Linked DNA regions of Zea mays: region 2 is linked to region 1. A link is a contact called in public HiChIP or PLAC-seq data. All regions are on one chromosome and are shown on one strand. Each heading gives the region's core, a stretch centred on a gene start, on an enhancer-like site or on the middle of the called end of the contact. The rest is flanking DNA. Distances are from core to core; before and after follow the strand shown. Region 1 holds the start of LOC100191687. Region 2 holds the start of LOC100284101.

Evidence for each region. HiChIP or PLAC-seq counts read pairs in DNA pulled down with a chosen protein or histone mark.
Region 2: an H3K4me3 HiChIP or PLAC-seq map of leaf shows a contact between it and region 1, with 5 times the contacts expected there. The contact joins the promoter of LOC100284101 here to the promoter of LOC100191687 in region 1. A contact is called at or near these places in 4 of 25 Hi-C or Micro-C datasets (ear, leaf and tassel) and 1 of 3 datasets of contacts at active chromatin or transcription factors (leaf).

What each region holds. Positions count from the first base shown.
Region 1 is chr2:80,188,671-80,192,043 of Zm-B73-REFERENCE-NAM-5.0, forward strand. LOC100191687 reads right to left here and starts at 1,864. Exons shown (of 9, transcript NM_001137116.2): 1 at 1,615-1,864; 2 at 1-175. The coding sequence starts at 152.
Region 2 is chr2:80,421,247-80,424,619 of Zm-B73-REFERENCE-NAM-5.0, forward strand. It overlaps LOC100284101, which reads left to right and starts at 1,833. Exons shown (of 9, transcript NM_001156999.2): 1 at 1,833-2,048; 2 at 2,164-2,307; 3 at 2,446-2,788; 4 at 2,873-3,105. The coding sequence starts at 1,983.

The sequences.
Region 1 (3,373 bases), core at 614-3,113:
ATCATCTGGACAATGTTCTGTAGGATCCATGCAGCGATGAGTGGCCCAGCAAGGTACATCTGTTTTCTGACCTCGGCCACTACCAGGCTCTCTCTTTTCCCGCTGGTCTTAAGACCATTGCCAAGAAGGGGTTCATCCATGCCTGGCATCATATACAAAACTTTACACCCTACTTCTGAACAAGGAGTGTGAAACAATGTGTTAATCGATGAGATCAATCTTATAAAGGATGAACTGAGCAAGGAATGTGCAACAATGTATCAGTCTGGTCAACCTTATAAAGGCTGGAAAGTTGGAAAGTGCCAAAGGACCTCTAGTTAGGTGGTCTGAATAGCACTCATTAGGTCCTGAGTTCGACTCCCCATGGGAAGCGAATTTCAGACTAAGTCTATAGCATGCTTCGGTCGTGGTCATTATCACATGGGTAATAGTGCCGCTCTGTATAGGTGGGGCAGGGGTCTTCTCTTCATACAATCTTTGGGAGGTTGTCTTACCCCTCCTAGGTCGATTTTTTTGGGAAGGCTAAAAGTCTCGAGGAAATCAGAAGAAAACAAAAGCAGTAACTTGGCAGCCAAGTTTGACACTGGCAAACAAGCAAGACAACAAATGCTTTACCTCATCTGATAGACTTATTGGAAGAAAATAGATTAAAAAATGTCTCTGAGTAATATATAGCTTAATTTACAAGGACAACTAATGCATACAACAAAGGATAAGATTCTGTCCAGTTAGCATATACACAATAGAACAAAGGATAAGATTCTGTCGAGTTAGCATATACACAATAGAACAAATCTGGGCTCTCATCTGCTAAGAATTACTGTGACAATAAAGATTAAGAAGTGTGCTCAAAACTTAGGCCGCAAATTGAATTTAAGGGAGGTTAACATCGTCCAGATTTGAATTGAAGTCAAGCGCACTGAGGAAATGTGCAGGAAAGAAGAAGCTAGCTTGGCAGGCAAGTTCAGTTATCTCATAGAAGAACCAGTCCGACGAATCCACGCTCAATTAAGACAAAAATATCATTTTCAATGCAGTAGATCAATTTAGTGAGAAAAGAGATGTGCGGTACAAGTCTAAAGTCAAAAAGATAGAAGGACATGGGCATGCACATCTAAACGACTAAACCAATATATGCTCCATGTCCAAGATAACGAAATCAATCAGAACCATGCACGCAGCGACAAATTCAGAGTCTGACGCCTCACGTGCTAGGAATCATATCTTTTCAGAAAGATACTTTGAGCAATCTCGAGTTGCTCCATAATGTCGGCCCTTGAATCCTTGATGAGTAAGCTTAGCAGAGCACATCACGGAATGCCGCAAGATCCAATGACACTAAAAAAACGCATAAATCGAAACTAAGCAGGGATTTGGTCGTGGCTGCAAAAGTAAGTACATCGCACTGGAGACTAGTAAAAATCATTCCAATGCGTCAATCTTCCACTGTTTCATTTGTTTACAGAAAGCAGGGGTTCATAATTCATAGATGTGCTTACAATATGAAGAAAGTCGCATTAGATATTTAATTATAATCCAAAAAGCGCCAAATGAGTAAGGTCAATCTCCGCCAGCCCGACAAGAGAAAGGAAGAAAGGAGTGCAAGAACCATACCGCAGGCACGGGCGCGGCGTTGCGGCTAGGCTAATTAGGACGCCATGGAGAGCGCGCACCGCTGCGGCCAAGACGAAGGCGGCTCGGCCGTGCCCGTCGAAGGAGAGCTGGAGCGGTGTGCGCCACGCGCGAAGATGCGAACAGGGCAAGCGGCTACGGACTATCCAAGAAACTTTTACAAGGGTTGGAGGCGGCGGCTTTTACGCCCACGACGAGGAGGCTCTGACAAGACGTGATACGGCAATAGCGGTACCCAAATTGTATTTGGTTTCGTTTCACTTCTGTCACGGACTCAAAAGTTAAATCCGTGGTAACGCTACGGTTCCGATAACAGAGCATCAGCGGCGCTAGTGAGGAAAAAGATGGTGTGGTCGCCGGGAGAAGGAAAGACTGCGTAGATAAATCACTCAAGGTGATGACCTACCGTGAAATGACTTAAAAATAACTTACAAAGACAACGTAAATTTGTTAAGTCATTTTAGAATGGGTCACATGAGGTGACAATTGTTATATATCACCTTAGATGAAGGTTCACACGGACGCACCTGGACGCCTGATCGCTCAATCGACCACCATCGGACGCACCCAACCGAAGGCATCCACACTAATCGAGCCCAATTCATGAGTGGATCCATTTACCCGGTATTTTTATAAATTTACAACCCGGTTGACAGTTGTTGGTCACTTATTCTTAAATATTGTGAATCAAGAACAAGACAACACAATTATTAAACCTTAAGGATCTTCGTCTTTCGAAGCATTATCTCCTTTCGGATATAATGACATTCGGACGAAGGTCATGAAGGACACTCTATCATTCATAAATTATAAGAGTTTACACACATGAGATGTGTTATCCATTCATGTATTTATTCCATGATAAACATATAAACATTATCAGAATTCATATTACATTGATACCTTCGATTTGTTTAGAGGTGATGACGCGAGAGTAATTACAATCCAGCGTGAACAGTACTCCAGTACTGTTCATCTATTTATAGTCAACCAAAAAGGTTCATGCGCTATTACACTCATGCCCTCAATAGTTACATACAGAGTTTACAAAATGTCATAAGGACAATATCGCCATTTGTATTTAGTAACTTGAGCAACATTTTCTCCTTGCAATGTCTCATTGCTTCGTCGTGATGAATTCTGCTTGATGAAGCGTGCTTCGTTGTACTTGTCTTGTGCTATGCCGAAGCTCGTCTGGTGACGAAGCTCCTGTAATATTTAGTAATATACTGAAAGCAAATAGTTAGTTGTGTTTTTGAGGACCTTCAGAAGAGTAAGGCCCCCAACAGTAGCCCCTCACAGTATTAATTTGTTTCTTTGTAACAAATTCAGACTGCAAAATGAACGAAGGCCTTTAGCCAAAGGTCCGAAAAAACACATTCCCTTCGCTAGAGTAGCGAGTCATTCTGCATTGTGGGCCCCACCGCTCAGCGGTGCTTTGCGTATATATGCGAGGGTTCGGGTTGAAAATATTTTTCGTGCTATCAAGCTTTGTGTCAGGTTTGCTATTTTAGCTTTCTAACTCTGCGACCGCAATTATTTTTAAGTTTCGACTTCTTGCTGTAATCAACGCTGAAATGGCCGAAGAGAAGAAAAGCATGGACCCTTGCTGGTTTCTACGAAGCCATTGAAAGGACCAATGTTGAGAAAATTACTAATGAGATGCTAGCTGGGTTGTGTGGAGGCTCAAGTGATAGTGAAAGTTTTGATATTGAGAGTGACAACGATGATGCCGAAGATC
Region 2 (3,373 bases), core at 583-3,082, 230 kb after region 1:
AATCACTGCACACCTAAAATTTTACGTGTTTCCACACTGTTGGAGAACACGTCCATTTTAAATCAAAGTGGCCTTGAACATGGTAGTCCACTAACAACGGGAGGATTATATTCAAATGGAGCAACTACTAACATGAATGGGTGGACATCAACATTTCAATAAGAAGTATGGATACTGACTATTTGACATGACTTACTCTTCATGCCTAATTTATCACCTTGAAAGCTTAGGATGTACATGATAATTGGCAAAGATGTCATGCTGTAACTGGTGGTGATAATAAAATTAATGTGATGCATATACCAGCAAATTGATATTACAATGGGAATACCTGGCAGCGATGGCGAGGTCGTTGGGCTTCCACGGCTGCAAATCGGCACTGCTTCTGCTACACGGAGCTCGCGACCGATATCCCGTCGACTGGTGGCTCACGATCTTCCGCGCCGCTGCTAGTATGGGGACCTGGCGGCGATGATTGAACAAGATCTTCCGCGCAGCTGCAAGGGGCTCACGATCGCACGGGTGTTAATAAAATTAAGGTGGATGCATATACCAGCAAATTGATGATACAATGGGAATACCTGGCAGCGATGGCGAGGTCGTTGGGCTTCCACGACAGCAAATCGGCACTGCTTCTGCTACGCGGAGCTCGCGACCGATATCCCGTCGGCTGGTGGCTCACGATCTTCCGCGCCGCTGCAAGGGGCTCACGATCGCACGAGGATTTTGGTTGCGGGGCGGGGCGAGACGGATGGGGACGACGTCGGGATGTGATGGAGATGAGCTCTTTGACGGCACAGATGGCGGGTATATCACTGCAATCCATGGCGTGAGAGTTAAGGAGGTGGTAGTTGACGGGGAGAACGGCGTGGGGATCGCGGTCGGAGCGGGATTTGTTTGTTCGCGGCTTGAAGATGAGGATTCGGGGCGCCATGGGAATGCGCGGATATCGGATGAGTCGCGCAGTGCGGGGGAATCGGCGGGGGCGGCTGCGCGATGCGGGCTCGGCTGCGCGCGGCTGCGGGGGCGGGTCGTCTGCGGGGGCTGCTGCGCGGACTCTGCTGCGCGCTGCGCGGGGGCGGGTCGTCTGTGGGGGCTCGTCTGCGCGGGATCGGCTGCGCGATGCGGGCTCGGCTGCGCGCGGCTGCGGGGGCGGGTCGTCTGCGGGGGCTCGTCTGCGCGGGCTCGGCTGCGCGATGCGGGCTCGGCTGCGCGCGGCTGCGGGGGCGGCTCGTCTGCGGGGGCTGCTGCGGGGGCGGGTCGGCTGCGGGAGCTCGTCTGCGCGGGCTCGGCTGCGGGGGCTGCTGCGCGGGCTCGGCTGCGCGTGGGCGGTGCGGGGTCGGATGCGCGCTGCGCGGGAGCGGCTGCGCGCTGCGGGTCGGCTGCGCGTGGGCGGGGTCGTATGCGCGCTGGGCGTCTGCGCGGGGATGGAAATGGACGGTGGTGATTTGGTGGACGTAAATGGACGGTTGGGATATAGGTGGGGGCATGGTTGTGCATGGTCTACACTACCGTCTTAAGAATTAGTAGAGATAAAATATATCATAGTTATATCGTGATATATTTTAAACAATGGTATTATAAACTATAATTTTAACAAACAAAGTTACCAAACAATCCCTTGTCACAAAAACAGAAAAACCCCGCGCCTCTCGCGTCACCCACGCACGCACCCATCCCCATCACGGCCGTCCAGCCTCCGCTCTCCCGTGTTTCATGCCACGGCCCACGGCCCACGGCTCCTGAAGCACTCTTGGCCGCACGTGCCACTGCCCCAACCCGCCGCCGCGCCCGTACCCTTATTTAACCCCGCCGCTGCAGCAGCCGCCATCAACCTTTCCCTCTCCTCTCTGTTTCATCTCGCCAGCTTTGCGGGAAAAGAGACACCAGGGACAAGCCCCGCCTCCTCTCCCGAGTCCTGACGTGCCCCTTTTGCTCCGGCCCCACTTCCTCGCAAAACCCTAACCCCTCGATCTCCCAAGATGGCGTCGCAGCCGCCGCCCCCTGCCGCAGCCGCGGCATCTGGAGCTCCGCCGCCGGCACAAGTGGTAAGCTCACCGTCCCCCGATCCGGCCGCCGCCGGGGCCGACCTCGCCCGCTGGATCCGCGCTGACTCGATTCGTGCACCGTGCTTGGCCGCGGCCCTCCTCTTGTTATGTGCAGGTGGGCAACGCCTTCGTGCATCAGTACTACAACATCTTGCACCAGTCGCCGGAGCTCGTCTACCGCTTCTACCAGGAGGCCAGCTGCCTCGGGCGCCCCGCCGGCACCGGTGCCGACGGCATGGACACGGTCACCACCATGGACGTAAGTTCCTCGCCCACGCGCGTCTCTTACTCCCCCGCGGACCAGATCTGGTCGCCCCAGGCCTAATTCTCACCGCAATGGAGTGGTTTTGGGGTGGCGTGTGCCTCTGATTGCGTGTATGCGCGTCTGATTCTGCAGGCGATTAACGACAAGATCGTGTCCATGGGTATCGACCGGGCGGAGATCAAGGCGGTGGACGCGCAGGAATCGCTCTGTGGCGGCGTCAGCGTGCTCGTCATGGGTCATCTTACGGGGAGGAACAGCGTCAGCCGCCAGTTCGTGCAGTCCTTCTTCCTCGCGCCGCAGGAGAAGGGCTACTTTGTGCTCAACGACATACTGCGCTACGTTGGGGAGGGGGGAGGGGACGAGGGGGCTGAGAAGCAGCCAGCACCTGAGGTTGCTGCGGACGCGGAGACGACCACCTCTGCCCCTATCCTGGCCAACGGCACTGTCGGAGGAGACGCCACGACTGTTCCTCAGGGTGCGTAGCAGTGTAACATCTTTCAAACTGTTTTGTTGCTGTGATCATGTGTTTGAACCGATTTCTTTCTTTGTCTGTTTGTAGATGCTTCGCCGCAGCCTGAGTGCCAGGTGGCCGAGCCTGCACTTAATCCAAAGGAGGAAGTTCTGAACGGGGAGGTTTGTAACTCGCTAAGTGATGTGGAGAAGCCTGTTGCTGAGGAAACGCCGGTTCCTGATGTCATAAATGAAGTGCCAAATAATGTTGCAGTGGCTCCACCAATTTCATCCCCTCCTGTACCATTGAAGGAGGCACCAAAGAAGTCATATGCTTCAATTGTAAGTTTTCAAAAACCATTCATTTTCTTGTATCATGCTCAACATCATGGAATAAAATCAGTACCATAAGTTGTGCATGCATTTGGTTAACTAGATATGTGCCATTATAATTTTACCTTTTTTGAAACACACCATTACTATTGAAGAAAATATGCCTCTGCTGATGGAATTCTAAATATATTTGAGATATGCCAATATTTACGCCTGGATATGACTTGGTCCTAATGTCAGGCATATGGAGGGGTGCCATATATCCGTATGGACAAGA